Linked DNA regions of Mus musculus: regions 1 and 2 are each linked to region 3. The links are chromatin contacts, called in public HiCAR-type and promoter capture Hi-C maps. All regions are on one chromosome and are shown on one strand. The core of a region is the stretch at or near the end of the contact, and the rest is flanking DNA. Distances in the headings are between cores, read along the strand shown.

Region 1 (2,700 bases), core at 53-2,552, 2.2 Mb before region 3:
GAATGATCGGGATGAGTTGTACACAGTGACCTGATAAGGCTGGTTCATGGACACCTGAAACTCTAATGACCTCTTCAGCTAGGACAAGCGAGAGAGGTGCTTGTCTAGCCCCAACCAGGTTTCCATCTGAATAAAATTGTCCTGAGACGCTTGGCTTCTTTCTCCAGAGAAGACCCCCTCCACCCCAAAAAATCTTTATGGCTGCTGCCAATTCCTCTGAAGGTCACAGCTGTTTCCACCTGGAGCCCACAGGTGCCACGTGTGGGCTGATCACGCTGTTATGGATGGGGATACAGATAAGGGATTCCTGTGGTCCCCTTCCTTTGGAAAGCCGTGATATGAGACCCACAAGCAAGGAAGTCTGAGTGCACAGAGGTCACTCACTGTCTCTGACATCCTGTACCCTTAATGCCATCCTGCCTTGGCATGGGGATACCCTCCTGCTGCAGTTGCTATGGTAGAGTCCAGGGTCATCAGAGAGCTGATTAAGACCTGGAGTGCTGTGTGCTGTCCCTCCCTCATTGTCTGTTGGAGCAGGAGGCCTTCGGGAGAGCCTGAGGTAGCAGGCTGCTCAGCTGTATGAGGTCTGGCTCCAGAAGGCACACAATGCTCGCTAGTGTTCCCTTCTCTCTTAAGGGGTCCAAGGCCCCAGTCTGGTGAGCATTCTCCTGTGCTGGCCCTAGACACTTGGATGAGGCTGACCCCTACTGGATCAACTGAGGATTAAGGAGTGGGTTCTGGATCCCCAGCCCAATCTTTCTGGTCTCCTGGGGTCACTGAGCTGGTAGTGCTGTGTGCCCAGGCCATTTGGTTCCCACTGTGAGGCTCATCTGCTCTGAGTACTGGGATTGCAGGTGTGGGCTTCTGGGCTCCTTCCCAAGCTACTAACATCCTTTATTTGGCACCAAAGCACACTTTAGCCCCTGAAAGGGGAAATGTGTATATTCTGTTGGGGGTGGGGGGCAGGTGGTAAAATGTTACTGTTCTAAGATATGAAGGCATATTTTTATGTAATTGGTGAATTTAATATTCTACAATAATTTTTCAAATCAAATGAGTGGTCTTTTTTTTTTTTTTCCTTGCGTCCCTGGAGGGAAAGGGAGGTTGAGCTCAGGGTAGCCTTTCCCAACAGGCTTGCCAAAGCTGCTGGGGAACTCCTGGGCTGCACTTGGCAGACGGTGCCTTGAACCCATTCGCAGTAGATAATTTTTCATGGTCCCTAAAGGAGGCGGAGGGAAAGGGATTAGTTTAGATGGACGGGCGTTGCTGCCAATTGGCAGCGAGCGAAGGCGCACGTTCGGTGACGCTATTCCGGTTCCGGGAGGCGCGGGCGCGCTCTCCTAGAAGTAGAGGGTCGCGCGATGCCGCTGCACAGGTATCCTGTGCACCTGTGGCAGAAGCTGCGGCTGCGGCAGGGCATCTGTGCGCGCTTGCCCGCCCACTTCTTGCGCTCACTGGAAGAAGAACGGACGCCGACCCCGGTACACTACAAACCTCACGGGACCAAGTTCAAGATCAACCCCAAGAATGGGCAGCGCGAGCGCGTTGAGGACGTACCCATTCCAGTTCACTACCCTCCAGAGTCCCAGCAGGGACTGTGGGGTGGAGAGGGCTTGATTTTAGGCTACAGATACGCCAACAACGACAAGGTGGGTGCGGACCATCTCGGCTGTTCTGCATGCTTTGCTGAGCAGGCGCTGCTCTGGGCGCCACAAACGGTCAACCAGACTAACACAAGCGTTTTGTTTACGGAGCAAGCTAACTCCGATAGCAAAGTCTAGTCCTGAAGTGGGGTGGTCCTGGATCAGATAGTATCAAAAGTAAGGACAGAGTGGGGACAGTGGTGGAGAAAAGGAAGGAGGAAGGATAGATTCGAAGCTTGTGCCGAAGAGGAGGGAGAAGTGAAATCTGCTTGTCACCTGCTAGTTTCTATGCGCATTTCCCTCATTTTTAGGACGGAATAACTTTGCTCCTAGTACATAAAAATCAAAAAGACCGAGATGACTGCCTGGAGTCTATCTCTTCTGGTGATACTCTGCTCCTAGGCAAGCCCTGTGGGAGGAGAGAGTATGTTTCAGGCCTTCCAGGGTGTCATTCACTTGCCTGTGGCTACTGGGTTTCAGCTGTGTGAGAATCTGGAACATATACCAGTAGCATTAGGGCTAGCCTGAGTGAAGCAGACATCTAGGTGGGTGGGTGTCCAGAGCCAGCTCAGGGGCCCTGACCTGCATCAGTGGTCCTGAGGAGCGTCTGAGGAAGGGAGAGGGCCTGGCTCACAGTAGCCCAGGTTCCAGAAGGGTGCTTTGGGGCCCACTTGGTCTATAGGAAAACGGGAGGTTTCTCTTGCACCCTTAGCTCTCCAAGAGGGTGAAGAAGGTGTGGAAGCCACAGCTGTTCACTCGGGAGCTTTACAGTGAAATCCTGGACAAGAAGTTCACCGTGACTGTGACCATGAGGACCCTGGATCTCATCGATGAGGCCTATGGATTTGACTTCTATATTCTCAAGGCAAGCAGGGGTTAGTGCACTCCAAGGTCTTGTCAGACTCGTGGGAAGTGCCGAGTGCACTGCATGGGCATGGGCAGGGAGTGTGGGGCACCCCAGGGTAGCCATTACAAGTAGGACTGAGTCCCTGTTGGTGCAGCCCCTGAAGCTTTCTGTCTTGCTGAGGCCACTCCCTGTGAGTCGCTGACTTGTCCA
Region 2 (2,700 bases), core at 88-2,587, 2.7 Mb after region 3:
AATTTTATTTTTATTTTTTTTCTATCCTTTTTTTTTCCATTTTTTATTAGGTATTTAGCTCATTTACATTTCCAATGCTATACCAAAAGTCCCCCATACCCACCCACCCCCACTCCCTTACCCACCCACTCCCCCTTTTTGGCCATGGTGTTCCCCTGTACTGGGGCATATAAAGTTTGCGTGTCCAATGGGCCTCTCTTTCCAGTGATGGCCGACTAGGCCATCTTTTGATACATATGCAGCTAGAGTCAAGAGCTCCGGGGTACTGGTTAGTTCATAATGTTGTTCCACCTATAGGGTTGCAGATCCCTTTAGCTCCTTGGGTACTTTCTCTAGCTCCTCCATTGGGAGCCCTGTGATCCATCCATTAGCTGACTGTGAGCATCCACTTCTGTGTTTGCTAGGCCCCAGCATAGTCTCACAAGGAGGTTTGTACTCATAACCTTCTAGAATGCCCTGGCTTTGTCAGCCTTCTTGATACCAGATAGGGCCATCGGTCCCTCCGGTATTAGAAGCCCACCCTCTTCCCTCCAAACTCAGCCACACCCACTTTTCTTTCTGTGATGCTAGGGAGAAGCTTAGCTGAGGTCAAGGATCTGAGGATGTGACAACCACTTGCCTGCCCCTTTCTAGGAGAGCAGAAAGTACCCCAGCACACCCAAGTGTTGGAGCGGGTGGCTCTACTGTGCTGGGGGTGACAGAGAATCATTTCAACAGAAGACTTAGTTTAGGATCTGAGGTTGGGATTAAAGATTTTCACCACGGTTACCACGCAACGTCCCATTTACAAATCACAGGGGTTTCAGTAGGGTACAAGAACGTGGCTGTGTAAGACACTGGAAACACCCCTGTGGCTTATTTGGGGATGGAGTGGTGCTGATGGAGACCTAGGAGCTATCTGTATGAACGCCCATGCTGCCTCAATTTAGGGTCACCGCACACTAGCGCTAAGGGAAAAGCCCTGGGGCTGTTTTCTACGTTTGTCCCTGGGGCTTCTACCTGGAAGGCATGCATAACAAAGGCAGAACAAAGGAGCCACCTGCCTTCTTCCCTATCCCATTGATCTCAAGCTACCTCGGGAGGTTTCCGAAACAAGGACCCCGTGGTTTGTAGGGCGCCCCCACTGGTTCGTCTAGGGTTGAGCTGGCCCAGCTCCTGCAGGGTCCCTGAAGTGGGCTTCCCAGGCCCAGGCGGTTGGGAGAGGCCTAGCAGACAGCTTCGGGTCCAGAGCATCCTCCAGCCGCTCCGCAACAGGAGCAAAACAAGAGCACGCGCACCTGTCGGCGCCCCGCCCCCTCCGCCCGGCCCAATCGTGGGCAGGGGCGGGGCCGGGGCGCAGTCGGAACCCGCGCAGAGCGCCGCGGAGGAGCAGGAGCAAGCGCAGCCTCGTTCCTGCAACCTCGTCCCCGCCGCCCGCAGACTTGTCTCCACTGCCGCTGCCGCCGCCGCCCCCGGGGCATGGCCTGTCTGATGGCCGCTTTCTCGGTCGGCACCGCCATGGTGAGTCGCACATCCTTCGCACTCCGGGCTGGCTTTTATCTTCTAAGGAAACAGGAAGCTCAAAGCCAGGCTGGCTGGTCCTCACACCAGCCGCCTATGAGCGCATCCTCCGGGCGCTGACCTGGGGTGCTCTGGAGAGGTGCCCGGCGCTGCTCGACTCCGCCCTGGCCACCTGGAGCTTTGAGATGCTCCTGTACTGGCTTAGGGCATCCAGAAGGTGGAGTGGGGCGCGGGTAGCGAGCAACCCCACAAGTGGACAGGTAGATGGCCTTGACTTGTCCGCCTCCTGGGTGAGGGGCTGGAGATGTGGAAGCGCACTGGGGAGGGACTGCAGGCTCAGCCCGAGGGAGGGGAGGGTCAGATCTCTCTGAGGAGCTCTGTGGAGCGGGCAGACGGCGGGGGACTTCTTGCGCCACCCTCTGGAGTCCTGGGCACAGTGGGGGGGGGGGGACACAAAAAGAGAAACTGCGCCCCACGAAACGGAGCCTGCTCTCCTGCGCTCCCCAGAGACAGCTACTCTTGGAGGAGGCAGCGAAGTCCCAGGGGAGACAGAGGAGGACGAGCTCAGATCCCTGCCAGGGTGAGGGTAGGGTGTGGGCATTTACACGCCCCCATCCCCCCAGATACCAGTGTTAGGACAAAACCTGGGTGCTACAGAATTGCTAGACAAGTATTGTTTCTCAGAGGTGGGCAAGCGTCTCCTCTTCCACGGTCACTCAATGCTCCAGGAGAAAGCTAACATACAACAACAAAAACCAGCCCACCATCTGTCTGGTCTCACCCTTGGCCCTACCGGCTCTGTCTAACAAGCGGACATTGCGGTTAATAACCTCTTAAGCTGACTTCAGACTGTGGTGGAGTATAAACAGCAAGCCCTCCGTTTTCCCACCCGAATCGTGCCTTTCTTTCTGTTACTAGCCTGCCTGTTCCTTCCCAATACGCTAGAAGCCCACATCTCACAGTCCCTCCCCTTTATTTCATTTTTAGCATCCTGTATTTGAAGTCAGCAAGGCTCCCCAGGATTTGACCGACAGTTACCTCTTGCCTTGCGCTCTAGAGGAAAAAAAAAAAAAGCACTCGGCTTTGTGCGCATGCTCTGCTCTGACAACCGCATCCTGTGATTCCAAACAGGTTACTGTAGAACTCGTCTCGAGCCCTGCCCGCCGACTCATTATGTAATGATTTTGTGTAAACCGATAG
Region 3 (2,700 bases), core at 99-2,598:
GAGCCGGAGTCTTAGGCCTGCTAGAACTCTGAACTCTGTCTTCAGCTGCAGCAAAGGTTTGGACTGGGATCTGAGGGATGTCTAACCCACCATGGGCTGAAAAGACACAGGGTGCCTGCTGCAGACCTGTGTGACATCTGTATTTCCACAGCACCTCACTCAAAAAATATTTAGCACACAGCTGGGCACGGTGGCACACACCTTTAATCCTGGAACTCAGGAGATCGAGGCAGGCAGATCTCTAATTTCAAGGCCAGCCTGGTTTACAGAGCGAATTCCAAGAGAGTCGGGGCTATGCCAAGAAACAAAAATTTGCCAAACTGATGTGACTGAATTAGCCTGAGAAAGTTCATGACAGCATCCTCCTACCTTAGCCCTGCAGTGGGTGGGGAACTGAGGTTTCTGGGTGCTTCTGAGTCCCTGTTCCAGGGAGGCAAGGAGGTCAGTCCAGTGAGAAGGTCTGGCTTTTGAGAACAAGCTGAATCTGACTACAGAAGCAAGGGGAACAATGTCTAAGAGACAGACGTCAGCCGCTCACCATGTTGATGGCCTTTAGAGTGTGGATGGCACTTGCAGCTTCAACCTGCCTGCTCTGCTCTGACCCTGTGGGAACCTGCTTCATCCTGCCTGCTGTTTGCTGTGTGTGTGCTCAGGCGAGATGAGCTATTCGTAGGTCTGCTCCCTGGAAATGGTGGGTGCTGGCTACATCTGTGATTTGTTCCCAGAGAGGGTGACATGCCTCCAAATGAGTCACTCCAGATCTGGAGGCTCCCTGCAAACGCTCCTTGACCCGGCGCCTCTCTATTAACTGCGAAGACCGGGGTCAAGTAACAAGAACGACTTTGTTTGAAATGCCAACTAATTGAGACAGGACAGGGGCATTTGTCCAAAGTCCACCTTGCCCGGAGGCTGAATCAGGGGCGGTTTATACAGATGGCCAGGATAGACTGGTGGGCGCCTCCTCCCAGGTGGAGGCTTAGGCTTAAGCCAGGCACATCTGATCCTAATCTAGTCACAAGGCGCTTTCCCGTTCTGCAGATCTCAGCAAGGGTCATTTCCTCAAGCTATTCCTGTCATCCATGCCTCTGCCCACATGCGGTGGCCGGACCATTGCACAATGCACGGCTAGAGGGGGCGGCTGCCCAGTGGCTCTGCGGGGCTCATCACCAAATTAGGCGATGACGGAGACCGGTTCTGCCGGGGACTGGAAGTCATGGGGCAGGCAGAAGATAGAAAGCAGGGAGAAATCCAATCCCAGGGCCCGGCTTCAGCCCTTGTCCCAATGCAGGACTGCCTGCTGCTCCTAGAGCGGTTCTCACGGTGCAGCCGCGTGGTGGCGCCCCCCCAGCGGCCGCAAACTGCAGCGCCTCTCCGGCTTGGCTGAGCGCGGAACGTGCCCGTAACGGGCAACTCTCGCGAGAACGCGGGCTCTATTTGAGCGCATGCGCAAAGCGCTCTGCCTTCTTTCCGGTTTCCGCGGCAGCCGCAGCCATGAGGTAAGTTGTTATCGTGGCGCTATCCGCCGCCATCCGTGCACCCACACGCCCGCGGACGCCCCGCGGCCCGTCTCGGAGGCTCTCCCGGCGACTGCCCCGCGTCGCGAGCCTTTCCCCAGCGTGCCGTGGGCCTGTCATCGGGCCCGGGGTGCAGCATGGCCGGCCCCGAACGCCTTCGCTTCTCCCCAACAGCAGCAAAGTCTCACGCGACACCCTGTACGAGGCGGTGCGGGAAGTCCTGCACGGGAACCAGCGCAAGCGCCGCAAGTGAGCGCGGGCCTCCCTCCCGGGGCAGGGCGAGCATCCCCGGCCATGGCGACCCTGGCTCACAGCTCCCCTCTCGCTCAGGTTTCTGGAGACGGTGGAGCTGCAGATCAGCCTGAAGAACTACGACCCTCAGAAGGACAAACGTTTCTCGGGCACCGTCAGGTTGGCACCGCTCTAACCCCACCCAGCCCTCAGTGTTCCCGTGTGGCCTGGCCGCGCCCTAGGCGGGCACGGGGACACTGACGTGCCAGGGTAGTTCAGGAGCCCTGCTGCAGGCAGGCAGGCTGGACGGACCCCCACCCTGGGTCTTAAAACAAGAGGGGAGGCGTGGGGAGGCCTCGGCCGAGCCCGCCGCCTAGCCTGAGAAGCCAGGCTAGTGTTGCCCAGAGCTCCGGGTAAGGCTTGCCGCTCCCTGCCATGCGTTCAGATCTAGCGGGATGGCCAGCGCCGACCATGACCTGTTCTGTTTTCTCCCCTCCCAAACGCAGGCTCAAGTCCACCCCACGCCCCAAGTTCTCGGTGTGCGTTCTGGGGGACCAGCAGCACTGTGATGAAGCCAAGGCCGTGGATATCCCCCACATGGACATCGAGGCGCTCAAGAAGCTTAACAAAAACAAGAAGTTGGTCAAGAAGCTGGGTAGGTGGGGCTCACTAGGGCTGAACACAACCCATGACCCCCTGCCCAGGAGTGGCAGCACACATTGGGCTTCACAACCAGTTAGAAAATGCCCCACAGGCTGGTCTGATACTCCCCTCTCGCCAGTGTGTGCAGTTGACTCATAGCCAGCTATTGGTTTGGGTTTCAAGTCTTTTCAGTTAACAACCTATCGAGGGAGGGGTCACAAGTGTCTCCCACGTGTTAGCCTCCATGGTAGCCCCTGTCTCCGCATACATTTTGGGAATAGTTATCCACTGTGAGCTAGGCAGTTGTCATGCC

The links. Promoter capture Hi-C pulls out the DNA fragments that hold promoters and counts their contacts. HiCAR-type assays count read pairs that join an accessible place to other places.
Region 1: a HiCAR-type map of astrocytes shows a contact between it and region 3, with 5 times the contacts expected there. The contact joins the promoter of Mrpl28 here to the promoter of Rpl10a in region 3.
Region 2: a contact with region 3 is called in a promoter capture Hi-C map of pre-B cells, with 2.5 times the contacts expected there. The contact joins the promoter of Abcg1 here to the promoter of Rpl10a in region 3.

What each region holds. Positions count from the first base shown.
Region 1 is chr17:26,122,201-26,124,900 of GRCm38.p6, forward strand. Mrpl28 (mitochondrial ribosomal protein L28) reads left to right here and starts at 1,303. Exons shown (of 5, transcript NM_024227.3): 1 at 1,303-1,649; 2 at 2,356-2,508. The coding sequence starts at 1,362. Pgap6 (post-glycosylphosphatidylinositol attachment to proteins 6) reads left to right here. Exons shown (of 13, transcript NM_021793.2): 13 at 1-1,054. The coding sequence ends at 34.
Region 2 is chr17:31,056,357-31,059,056 of GRCm38.p6, forward strand. It overlaps Abcg1 (ATP binding cassette subfamily G member 1), which reads left to right and starts at 1,338. Exons shown (of 15, transcript NM_009593.2): 1 at 1,338-1,500. The coding sequence starts at 1,459.
Region 3 is chr17:28,327,123-28,329,822 of GRCm38.p6, forward strand. It overlaps Rpl10a (ribosomal protein L10A), which reads left to right and starts at 1,349. Exons shown (of 6, transcript NM_011287.2): 1 at 1,349-1,496; 2 at 1,689-1,763; 3 at 1,845-1,925; 4 at 2,252-2,400. The coding sequence starts at 1,492.